Regions from separate parts of the Zea mays genome. Here region 2 is linked to region 1. A link is a contact called in public Hi-C data. All regions are on one chromosome and are shown on one strand. Each heading gives the region's core, a stretch centred on a gene start, on an enhancer-like site or on the middle of the called end of the contact. The rest is flanking DNA. Distances are from core to core; before and after follow the strand shown.

What was found. A called contact is a pair of places that touch in the nucleus more often than the background predicts.
Region 2: a Hi-C map of bundle sheath shows a contact between it and region 1, with 3 times the contacts expected there. The contact joins the promoter of LOC103634602 here to the promoter of LOC100191145 in region 1. A contact is called at or near these places in 3 of 25 Hi-C or Micro-C datasets (bundle sheath, endosperm and leaf).

What each region holds. Positions count from the first base shown.
Region 1 is chr1:53,328,711-53,333,766 of Zm-B73-REFERENCE-NAM-5.0, reverse strand. It overlaps LOC100191145 (putative thioredoxin superfamily protein), which reads left to right and starts at 2,531. Exons shown (of 4, transcript NM_001136581.2): 1 at 2,531-2,833; 2 at 3,156-3,338; 3 at 3,442-3,606; 4 at 4,185-4,983. The coding sequence starts at 2,621. The coding sequence ends at 4,478.
Region 2 is chr1:53,480,100-53,485,346 of Zm-B73-REFERENCE-NAM-5.0, reverse strand. LOC103634602 (NAC domain-containing protein 92) reads left to right here and starts at 3,592. Exons shown (of 3, transcript XM_008657013.3): 1 at 3,592-4,017; 2 at 4,188-4,465; 3 at 4,612-5,247. The coding sequence starts at 3,810. The coding sequence ends at 5,181. It also overlaps the pseudogene LOC109943619.

The DNA of each region.
Region 1 (5,056 bases), core at 1,282-3,781:
CCTTATCACCTTGTGAGTGGGATAATCAGGGACTCCCTGGTTTAGGGGAGGGCCTAAGGTGTTAGCTCAACTGGTTTAGGCGTGAGCAGAAGGATTGTCCCCTCATATAAGGACCGGTTTGTCATCTTCACTACCTGTACTCTATAATAGTACAACCACTCGAGACTGTGTGGGCAGTCACTCAATCTGAACTCGTACGGTCCAACCCCAGGGTTATGAAGGCTGGGGAGCACCGGGAGGATAAGGAGGGGGAAAGTTTTGTCCGGTTTGGACATGGTGGTGGCCTGACTCCTTACGGATAACCGTTAAGGTTAGGACGTGCGGGGAAAGAAAGAGAGTCGGATTCGAGTCTCATTGGCCATGGGATCGCAGAGCCGAACTAGTGGGTAAAGTGTACCCCTCTGCGCAGAGTTTGAAAACCTATTCGAATAGTCTGTGTCACAGGAATGGACGAGTCTGGTATGGTATGGCAATTAATGTTTTGTTTTCCAAAAAAAGAGATGGTTTTGAGAAAAGTGGTTTTTAAAAGGTTCGGCGGTTGAGCCGTGAGCTATGGTGGACGGGAAGTCCAGTAGCTGTTTTTGAGAATGAAAACCAGTGGGAAACTACTGAGATACCTGGATGGTTTAGTCCAGGGGATTTTGTTATAATACTGAAAAACTTCCTGCTCCTTTTGGAGAGGATGCGCTTTGCAAAAGTACAAAATGTTTTTCAAAACAACCCTGCATAAAATATTGTTGTTTCTGCAAAATATTCTGAGCTCCACATATTCCATGCATTATATCTGATTTCCCCATTCCGCGGGTGAAGGTGGGCTGCTGAGTACGTTTGTACTCACCCTTGCTTATTTGTTGTTTTCAGAAAAAGGAGATCGGATAAGAGTTACGACTGTTCCCAACCTTGCCTGTGGCTGTTGGACCGCTGATTTGCTTCACTGCGTATATCGGGCTGCTTCAGCCCCACTCTGATGATATGTCCCGAGTTGTGGACCAACTCTTAAAGTTGTTCGCCACCTTTATAGGTTGGTCTCGTTTAAGCAGATCTGGAATCATCTGATGTATAAATGTGTTTACTAGCCTCCTGGGACTAGTAATTGTATCACATTTGAGTCCCAGAGGATTGAGGACGCTTCATACCCCAATGATATATATTGTGTCATCTTTTGCTCCGTGTGGTTTGCCCTCCAAACTACTCTTGCTTTGGCACTTGTATCATGTTAGTACATCTACTCTCTGTGTAATTAATATTTAAGTTTTATATCTTGATTAGTGAATAGGTTGTCTTCTTCATACATATCTTTCACAAGCTACTAGCTGGTTTAAAGAAAATAGCATATTGTAAATTAGAACTGGAGTAGGTAATCAATTCTACATATTTAAACAACTTGAGTGTATTTATAATTTTAAGTTTTGAAAACAATTTTTATAGACCATTCACCATCTACCCACTTAAATCCCATCAACACCAACTATCACGCAATATGTTTTTATCATGTCAGATAAGTTGGCACAACCAAAGAGCCAAAACTAAGAGTGAGGTATTTTTTTCAAATAAAAAGATATTTTTAGAAAATAATATCAGAATTTTACATCGTACCTGGATGTGAGTTGTTTGTACGATCACATGCTGTAAATATAGATCATATACAAAAAAGGTATGAATTTAGGGCGTAAATGCATTTTAATAAAAATAAAATAATAGAATAAATTAAATTTTTTAATTATCGGATAGTTAGAAAAAGATAAAAACAATGATAAAATTTTAGCTCTTTAATATTAATGTTACAGTAATAACAAAATAATAAAAATTGTAGATTTAAAATAATTATTTCCATACTCACCGCATTCTATATTGTAGAAATAACTTTATAAAAGTCTTCATAGCTTGAAGGACGGATTACATGTCACCGAATGTAGCGCTGTTAAGTCTGGAGTTGTATGTTTGAGTCTGAGTTATCTACTAACAATTTAAATAGTCCTTTTTGTGATGATTTTAAATAGTACTGATAGATTTTATTCTGTAACAAAAAAAAGTTATCTGTAGAAGTATTTTTTATCTCATGAACAATATCTTTCTTTTTTTGCTGTATATCAAGACGAGCACGTGTCATCTCTCTCTGCGACTGTGCCCCACTGCCCTCCGCATCCTTGACCAAAAGATTACATTTCTGCCACGAGTCCCCGCGGAGCTACGTGCACCACGCGCGCCTCCCGATCCCCACGGCCGCGTGACATGTGAGCCCCACAATCGTTTCTTATTCTTATCCAGAATATATATATCCATTCCGGAATTTTTTTCAGCGAGCGGGGGAGAAACTTCCAGAGTTTGCAGTCCACGTGGCGAACAAAGGGAGACTGTGAGGTGCATCGGACGACAGTGAGTAGTTCTCGTTAGGGGTGGAGAGATAATTAGATGGAAGGAGAAATAAATTAAACTGATAAGAAAAAAAAGACGCGGCGATTTTTCGCTCCTCTAATCCGGTTTGCCTTTATCCGTGGGACTTCTTTTTAAAAGGAGCTACTTTCCTTCGCCGCTTCCGCAATCTTCCATTCCTCCTCTCTCCTTCCCTGTGTCTCTCTCCTCGCGAGCTCTTCATCCCTTCTTCCAGCGCGGTTTGGCGATGGCGGCAGCGCAGGCGATCTCGAAGGGGAGCGTGGTGTCTCCATGCGGCAATCGAGCGGCGCCGGGCTTCCTTGCCAGGCGGAGGGGTGCCGTGGCGGCGCGGATGGCACCGTCAGCGGCGCGGATCGGGGGCTTCTGGAGGAAGAACGCGTTTCCTGGCGGGAGGCTAACCCTGAGGACGAGGAGATCCAGGGCCGCGTCACCGACGCAGGTGAATATTCAGGATGTGCTAGTTATCACAGGCTTTTCTCTCTCTATTTTTTCGTAGTTCACGTGTATCTTAATTTTTTCTTCGAAGTTTTGCGATTAATTTAGTTTTTATCCCATCCGAAAATCATTTTAGTTTTCTTCTGCTTAGGTTTACTTTTAGCAGTTTCTAGTCCGTTTGACCACCCCGGGGGAGTTTTCTTTGATTCCGGAGCTTTAATTTTATAAATAAAAAAAGAAACTGGATTTTCATCTATAAAAATTAAAAATAAACTGGAACGATAAAGACTAATATGATCTGTTTTTTTTTTGGTTCGGTTCCTCAGATGAACATGAACCTTGCGCTTGGGAAATCGATGAGGTGGTGGGAGAAGGGGTTGCAGCCCAACATGCGTGAGATCGAGTCCGCCCAAGACCTTGTCGATGCTTTGACCAACGCCGGCGACAGGCTCGTCGTCGTCGACTTCTTCTCTCCTGGCTGCGGCGGCTGCCGTGCTTTTCACCCCAAGGTGAGGGGAAAAAGTATAACGAATTCACGTTGCATGATATTCTTCATATATCCGAGAACTTTCGAGAAGATTGTGTCTTTTTTAAGGAATCTATTTCGTGCAGATTTGTCAATTTGCGGAGCAGAATCCAGATGTGCTGTTCTTGCAAGTGAACTACGAGGAGCACAAGTCTATGTGCCACAGCCTTCATGTCCATGTCCTACCCTTGTTCAGATTCTACAGGGGAGCACAGGGACGACTCTGTAGCTTCAGTTGTACCAACGCAACTGTAAGATCCGGATCCGATCAGCTCCTCAATAACATGCAACGAACCCAAAATGATCTATATTCATTACTAGTCACCCTCTTGGAGCTAAATCTCGTTAATAAAGTTGTGAATCCGGGTAGAGCTTGTTGGCAACCCAACTTCAGTTTTGGACCCAAATGGCTAATTTTGCTCCTATACTTGCAGAATATGAGAGGCAAAGAATGACCTTTTAATTTGAATGGAAAAGAATGGCCATTTAAAGTTAGTGAATTTGGATAGAGCTTGTTGACAACCCAACTTTAGTTTTGGACTCAAATGTTAGGTTTGTTCTGATACTTGCAGAATATAACAAGCAAAGAATGACCTTTTAAGTTGAATCCAACTGGCAAAGAATGACCATTTTAAGTTTCCCCTAGCAGTTCATGCAATATTGCAACACTTAACTGATAGGATAGAAACATTTTCCCTCACGAACCCAACTGGATGTTGTGTGATTGATTTCCTGGCTATTATACAATTTTAGCTATACTTGGGATTGCTGTTGGGTGTTGGCTGTGATCACCCATCTGGACTAACGGGAGTGTTATTTCCAAATGCAGATTAAGAAGTTCAGGGATGCACTTGCGAAGCACAAGCCAGATAGATGTAGCCTTGGCCCAACCAGGGGGCTAGAGGAATCTGAGTTATTAGCCTTGGCGGCAAACAAGGACCTGCAGTTCACCTACGCGAAGCAGGAACCAGAACTGATCCCCAGGGGAGATGCTCCTGGGGAGGTCGTTGCTCCCGAGCCTGCAAAGCTTCCTGCGGCTCCAAAGCCTTTGGTCAGGCTGGGGTCCGAGGAGAGGTCAGGCTGGTCTCGTCAGGAAGATGAAATGCATATGAGGTTATCATGAGGATGATTAGATGCTTCCGTTCTGTATAGTTCCGCGGTTCTTGGTGTGTACAGGTTGTAGCTTCCCATGGTAGCAGAGTGCAGGCTAAGATTTTTTACATGTGAAGCCTGCCCGCCTGTCGTCCAGTAGTTTAGCTCGGTTGGATTAGCAGTACCAATGAGCGGTGTTGTGGAGCTCTGCCTTGAGGAAATCGTGTGGTAGATGTATGGATGATTCGTCTACATGCTATTTCGTCGAATTCTGTAGATCAAGTGGATGTGTAGCTCTTGTTTCATTTCCCCTGTAGCGTTGGGATCTGTCCGTCGCAGAACAGAATAATCGATCATGCCTTATGTTGTGCCAGATATTGTGGTGCTTAGAGATCATTGTTTGTTGTGATAATATTCGAGTCCGTGACTAGTTTCCTTATGTTGTATCAGACACTGTGGTGATCATTGTTGTGATAACATTTGAGTTTTGTGGCTAGTTCCTGCCTTGCCTTCGGGGCAGGGAACGGCCGATTGAGAAACTGGTGATGCTTCAATAGCGTTGTTGTGATCTTCCAAAGGGTCTTTGTGATGGAATAAGAAATATGAGGC
Region 2 (5,247 bases), core at 2,343-4,842, 150 kb before region 1:
AGCAAATCTACTTGTGACCATTTATCACGCTCAAGGTTAGGTAATTTTGGCCATCATCACAAAGTGTGACAAAATCCCCTTCCATTAAATTGGACCCCACACGTCAAATTCACAGCAAACTAAATTGGTCATGAGGCACATCTTCTGAGTGCCCCATGAAGGTCCGAATCGGTTTTTCTGACAGCGCAAACACATGCTCTGGCAGCATTAGCCGGTCTGAGCTCACAGACCTACGACCCTCCAAGAACCTTGCCCGACGCTTCTTCTCACGATTGCTCCCATCCACACTGCTAGCCACGGCTAATGTTGGCTCCGGCGAACCGTTGCACACCATCGCAACAAAAGGATTGCACGCTCCGTTCTCCTCGCGTTTCCTATCGAACTCTGACACTTCCCAGACATGGATCACGCAGTCTTCCCCAGCACTCGCGAGGTACCGGCCATCTGGACTAAACCTGATGCTCCAGATGGAGCCATCGTGAGCCTGAATCTCCTGGTTCATGAACAGGCCACTGAACTCCTTGTACGACTTGCCATACTGCCTCACCTTAACGCGCACCGGGCCGTGGCGCACGGCTCCAGCGCTGTCCTGGCTGTCGTCTGTGGCCGAGCTGGACCGGCGCCCGCCTTTCTCCGAGCACGTGTCCTTGTCGTCGCTGCTGCGGCGGTCGCGGGAGCTGGCCACCACGGAGCCGACGATGTTCCGGATGCCCCGAAGCCAGCTGCTATGCCGCCGCCGCCGCCGGTGGCGCGTCGCTCCGTTGCTGGAGTCGGAGTCGGAGCGCTAGACGGGGGTGGACGAGCCGGAGCTCGCAACGTTCTCGCGCCGCATGAGCTCCTGGACGATAGGCGAGCGGCCGACGCAGAGGTCAACGAACTCCTCCATGGTGAGCTGCCGGCCCGTGCCGACCTCGCGGAGCTCGGACCCCTCCTTGACCACGAACTCGCTGCCGTCGTCGAGGTTCCGGATCAGACACCTCGGGTCGGCCTCCTCCTCCTCCTCCCCTTCGGGCGTGGCCTCGGAGGAGCCCGGCGACCGCCCTCCCAGCGGCGGCTTGGTCGCCGAGGCCGGCACGGCGCCGCCGTCTGATCTAGATCGGGAGATGGGCGGCGAGGCCGGCGCCGGGCGGACGGGCACAGGCCCGTCGTCGTAGGAGACCGATCGGCCCATCTCGAGGCGCGCCAGGGCGGGGTCCCCGGTGAGCCCCAGCATCTGGAGCAGCTTCCGGCGCCGCTCCTGCACGGGCGCCGGCTCGGACGTCCACACGTCGAGCGCCGCGACAGTTGCGCGGGGGCGGGCGGGGGCACAGCCTTGCCTCTTGTGGACGTGTCCCTTCCAGGGCGGCGAGCAACACGGACGCCAGGTGGGGAGGTGGGGCGGCGAACACGGTCGGTGGCTGTTGCGTGGGGAGGGTGGATTTGGTGAAGCCGGGCGGATCGGAGACTGCGGGGAAGGAAGAGGATCGGACGAGGGTAACGGGGGTGGGGGCAGGGGCCATCCCTCGCATCTCCAACCTCCGGGGCGGGGATCGGGCGATGGGATCGGACGACTGGCGGCGGTGGGGGATCGAGCGGCTGGTGATCGAACGGTTGAAATTGTAGAACAATAGAATGGACGGTTGAGGTTGCAGGATGGCAGAACGGCAGAACGGCAGGAGGCAGACTACTATTACACTCTTAGGGTGTGTTTGGTTTGGCTTTTAGCTTTGGCTTTTGCCCCCTAAAAGCCAAAAGCCAAACCAAAGGTCTGGATCTAGAAAGCAGCTTTTTCTAAAAGCTGACTTTCTCGCAGTGTAAAATTGAAAGCACCCCTGGACCTGCTTTTAGTGGCTTTCGGATGAAACTGTAAAAACAAATATCGAAGAACTTTTAACGGCTTTTAGTGGTTTTTTTAGCTTTTTAACAGCTCACAGCCCACAACAGCTTTTTCCACAGCTCACAGCCCACAGCAGCTTTTTTCACAGCCACAGCCCAACCAAACAGACCCTTAATAAGTAGTACTAGATTTACGGCTGGAAGTCTGGAAGATAAAATCACACGAGGGGAAGGGGAGCAAAAACCCGGTGGATATTTCCAGCCAGATTAGACGAACGTCATAGCTTGACATGCTTTGTCCTCCGCGGCTCCGCTTAAAAAGCGTGGAACTTGATGACGGAAACGCTGAAAAAAAAGGCTTGGGAGAATGGCATGGGACCGAGCCCTGATGGCACTGCGGACGCCGAGCGTGCACCCTTCTGAAAGGGAAAATGGCTCGCCTGCCCTGTCGAATTTTGTGCGCTTTTGGTCCGGCTGCGCCCATACACCGCCGGTGTAGAGCCATCGGCATATATCCTTGCGCAAAGTTCTCGCCGTTGCCTGTCCGTCGTGTGGGGCGTTACGCGCATCCAGTAGACAACGACGAACACAGATGTTCCCAAAAGAGCGCGAGGGACGGAAGCGATCGAGCGAGCACCATTAGCCACGGTCCACGGACGGCGGTTAGGGACGAGACGAGTAGCGCACGACGGCACGAGTAGCGCCTGCCACGGTAATCTGGATTTCTCACCGTTTTCTGGAAAGGAACTGGCTGGGATGAGAGGATATCTGCTCCCCTGTCCGTGTCGTAGCGCCGGGTTGAACTCTTCACGCTGGCATGTGGGGACAGACAGATAGGCCTCCCTGTCGCCCAGCTCCGCACTCGTTTTCAAAGGTCAGAGAAGTAAGCGAAGCTCCTACTGTGATGGTATTTTAAAGGGAGAGCTCTGGGTTTTTCAATTCTCGGCCACATCGTTGCCGCGTTAGCTGTGAACCGGCGAGCGAGTGAATATTCCGCAGGCCAGTGGAGGGGAGCGGGCCATTACGATTAGGACAGGTAATTTGGAGTTAGCTTAGGGCTTGTTCGGTTATTCCCAATACACATGGATTGGATGGGATTGAAAAAATTAAGAAGAGGTTTGACTTGTTTGGGATTCAAACCCATCCAATCTCACTCAATCCACATGGATTGAGAGCTAACCGAACAAGCCCTTAGGTGGGGCAGTCACAGGCACACAGCAGCTACCGGCGGTAAGAAGTGAGGGGAAGGGCCCCCCGGTCCCCGCCGGACGGGGTCCGTCGTCTACAAGCCGCCCTCCGCACGGCTCTCCGCTCCCGGCCCGTCACAGCGTCGATACGACTATAGATGGCCAAAAAGCACGAGGCCCGTGAGCCCGGCACGAAGCCCGCTTTTTGGGCCCGGTCCGAACCCGGCACGGTAGAATAAGCGGGCGGGCTTGGACAGGAAACTAGGCACGGCGGGCTAGCCCGGCACGGCCCGTTTACCTCTAAGCCCGTTAAGCACGGTTTTTTTACACTAAAACGTGCTTACCGGCCCGTTTAGCCCGCTTTTTGGCCCGTTTTTTTCGTGCTAAACGGGCCGGCCCGGCCCGTTTAGGCCCGCTGCGGGCCGGGCTTGGACAGAAAATTAAGCCCGCTGGCACAGCAGGCCCGGCCCGGTTTTTGGCCGGGCTTCACCGGGCCCGGGCCGGGCCGGGCCGGGCGGCCCGTTTGGCCATCTCTAGATACGACCCTGTTCTATATAATGCCGCCCCAGCCCCTCCCTCCGCTCCTCCAGTCCAAGCCCCCTTGCCTTCTTTCTCAGCTCACCTCTCTCTTTCACGCACGCCTCTCTCTCTCTCTCTCTCTCTCTCTCTCTCTCTCTCTCTCTCTCTCTCTCTCTCTCTCTCTCTCTCTCTCTCTCTCTCCTTATCTGTCCTGAGGCAGCCATTTCCTCTTCCGATCGTGGAGAGGCTTGGAGTGGAAGGAGGCTGCTGGTTTTCGGCACGGCGGAGATGTCTGAGGTGTCGGTGATAAACCAGGCGGAGGTGGAGGACGCGGGCGCCGGGCAGCTGATGGACCTGCCGCCGGGCTTCCGCTTCCACCCCACCGACGAGGAGATCATCTCGCACTACCTCACCCACAAGGCCCTCGACCACCGCTTCGTCTCCGGCGTCATCGGCGAGGTCGACCTCAACAGGATCGAGCCATGGGACCTGCCAGGTTAGCACTGCGCGCTACTGCTTGATACGTCCTCACCTCAAAGAGCCAAATAGACCTGCACCTCTTTTTTTTTTGACTTTGTGCTTGTACTAGTAGTACTTCTCTTTCTCTCGGCTGGGAATCATGGCGGCCTAAATTTAACTGGGAAGCTTGCGTTTTGATTTCTCCAGGCAGGGCCAAGATGGGGGAGAAGGAGTGGTACTTCTTCTGCCACAAGGATCGCAAGTACCCGACGGGCACGCGGACCAACCGCGCCACGGAGACCGGCTACTGGAAGGCCACCGGCAAGGACAAGGAGATCTTCAGGGGCCGCGGCGTCCTCGTGGGCATGAAGAAGACGCTCGTCTTCTACCGCGGCCGCGCGCCGCGCGGGGAGAAGACCGGATGGGTCATGCACGAGTTCCGCCTCGAGGGCAGGCTTCCCCAGCCGCTCCCGCGCTCCGCCAAGGTCCGGCCCTCGTGTACTTACTCGTTCCGTCGTTCGGCGTTGCAAGCAAGTCTCCTGCCCTTAATTTCCGGCCGGTGGGCGTGGGCTAACAAGTCCCCTCTCTTCTTTTTCTTGCCGCCTTGTCCTTTTTGTTGCGTGCGGTGCAGGACGAGTGGGCCGTGTGCAAGGTGTTCAACAAGGAGCTGCAGGCGGCGAGGAGCGAGCCATTATTGGCGGCGGCCGGCGCGGCGGAGCTCGAGCGCGTGGGCTCGCTGGGCTTCCTCAACGAGCTCCTCGACTCCGCGGAGCTGCCGGCCCTCGTCGGAGCCGACGTGGACGAGGTGATCGACTTCAAGGGCCCCGCCCCCGCGTCCGTTCCGGACGCGAGCTACCTCCCGGTCAAGATGGAGGAGCACGCGCTGCTGCAGATGCAGCAGTGCCAGTACCAGCCGCCGCCCCCGATGTTCTACCCGAGCCAGTACTTCTCTCTTCCGGCGATGAACTCCGGCCACCTCCCCCCGGCGATCCGGAGGTACTGCAAGGCGGAGCAGCAGGTGGTCTCGGCGCAGACGGCGTCGGTGATCAGCCCGTCCCGCGAGACCGGGCTCAGCACCGACCCCAACGCGGCGGGCGGCTACGCGGAGATCTCGTCGGCGGCGACCCCGTCGTCGTCGCACCAGTTCCTGCCCGAGCTCGACGACCCGGCCCTCAACCTCGCCGACCTCTGGAAGTACTGAAGCCTGGGCGACGATCGACCGGTGGCTGGGCCGCCCACCCGCCCCGGTCACGTGGTCTGGTTGGTT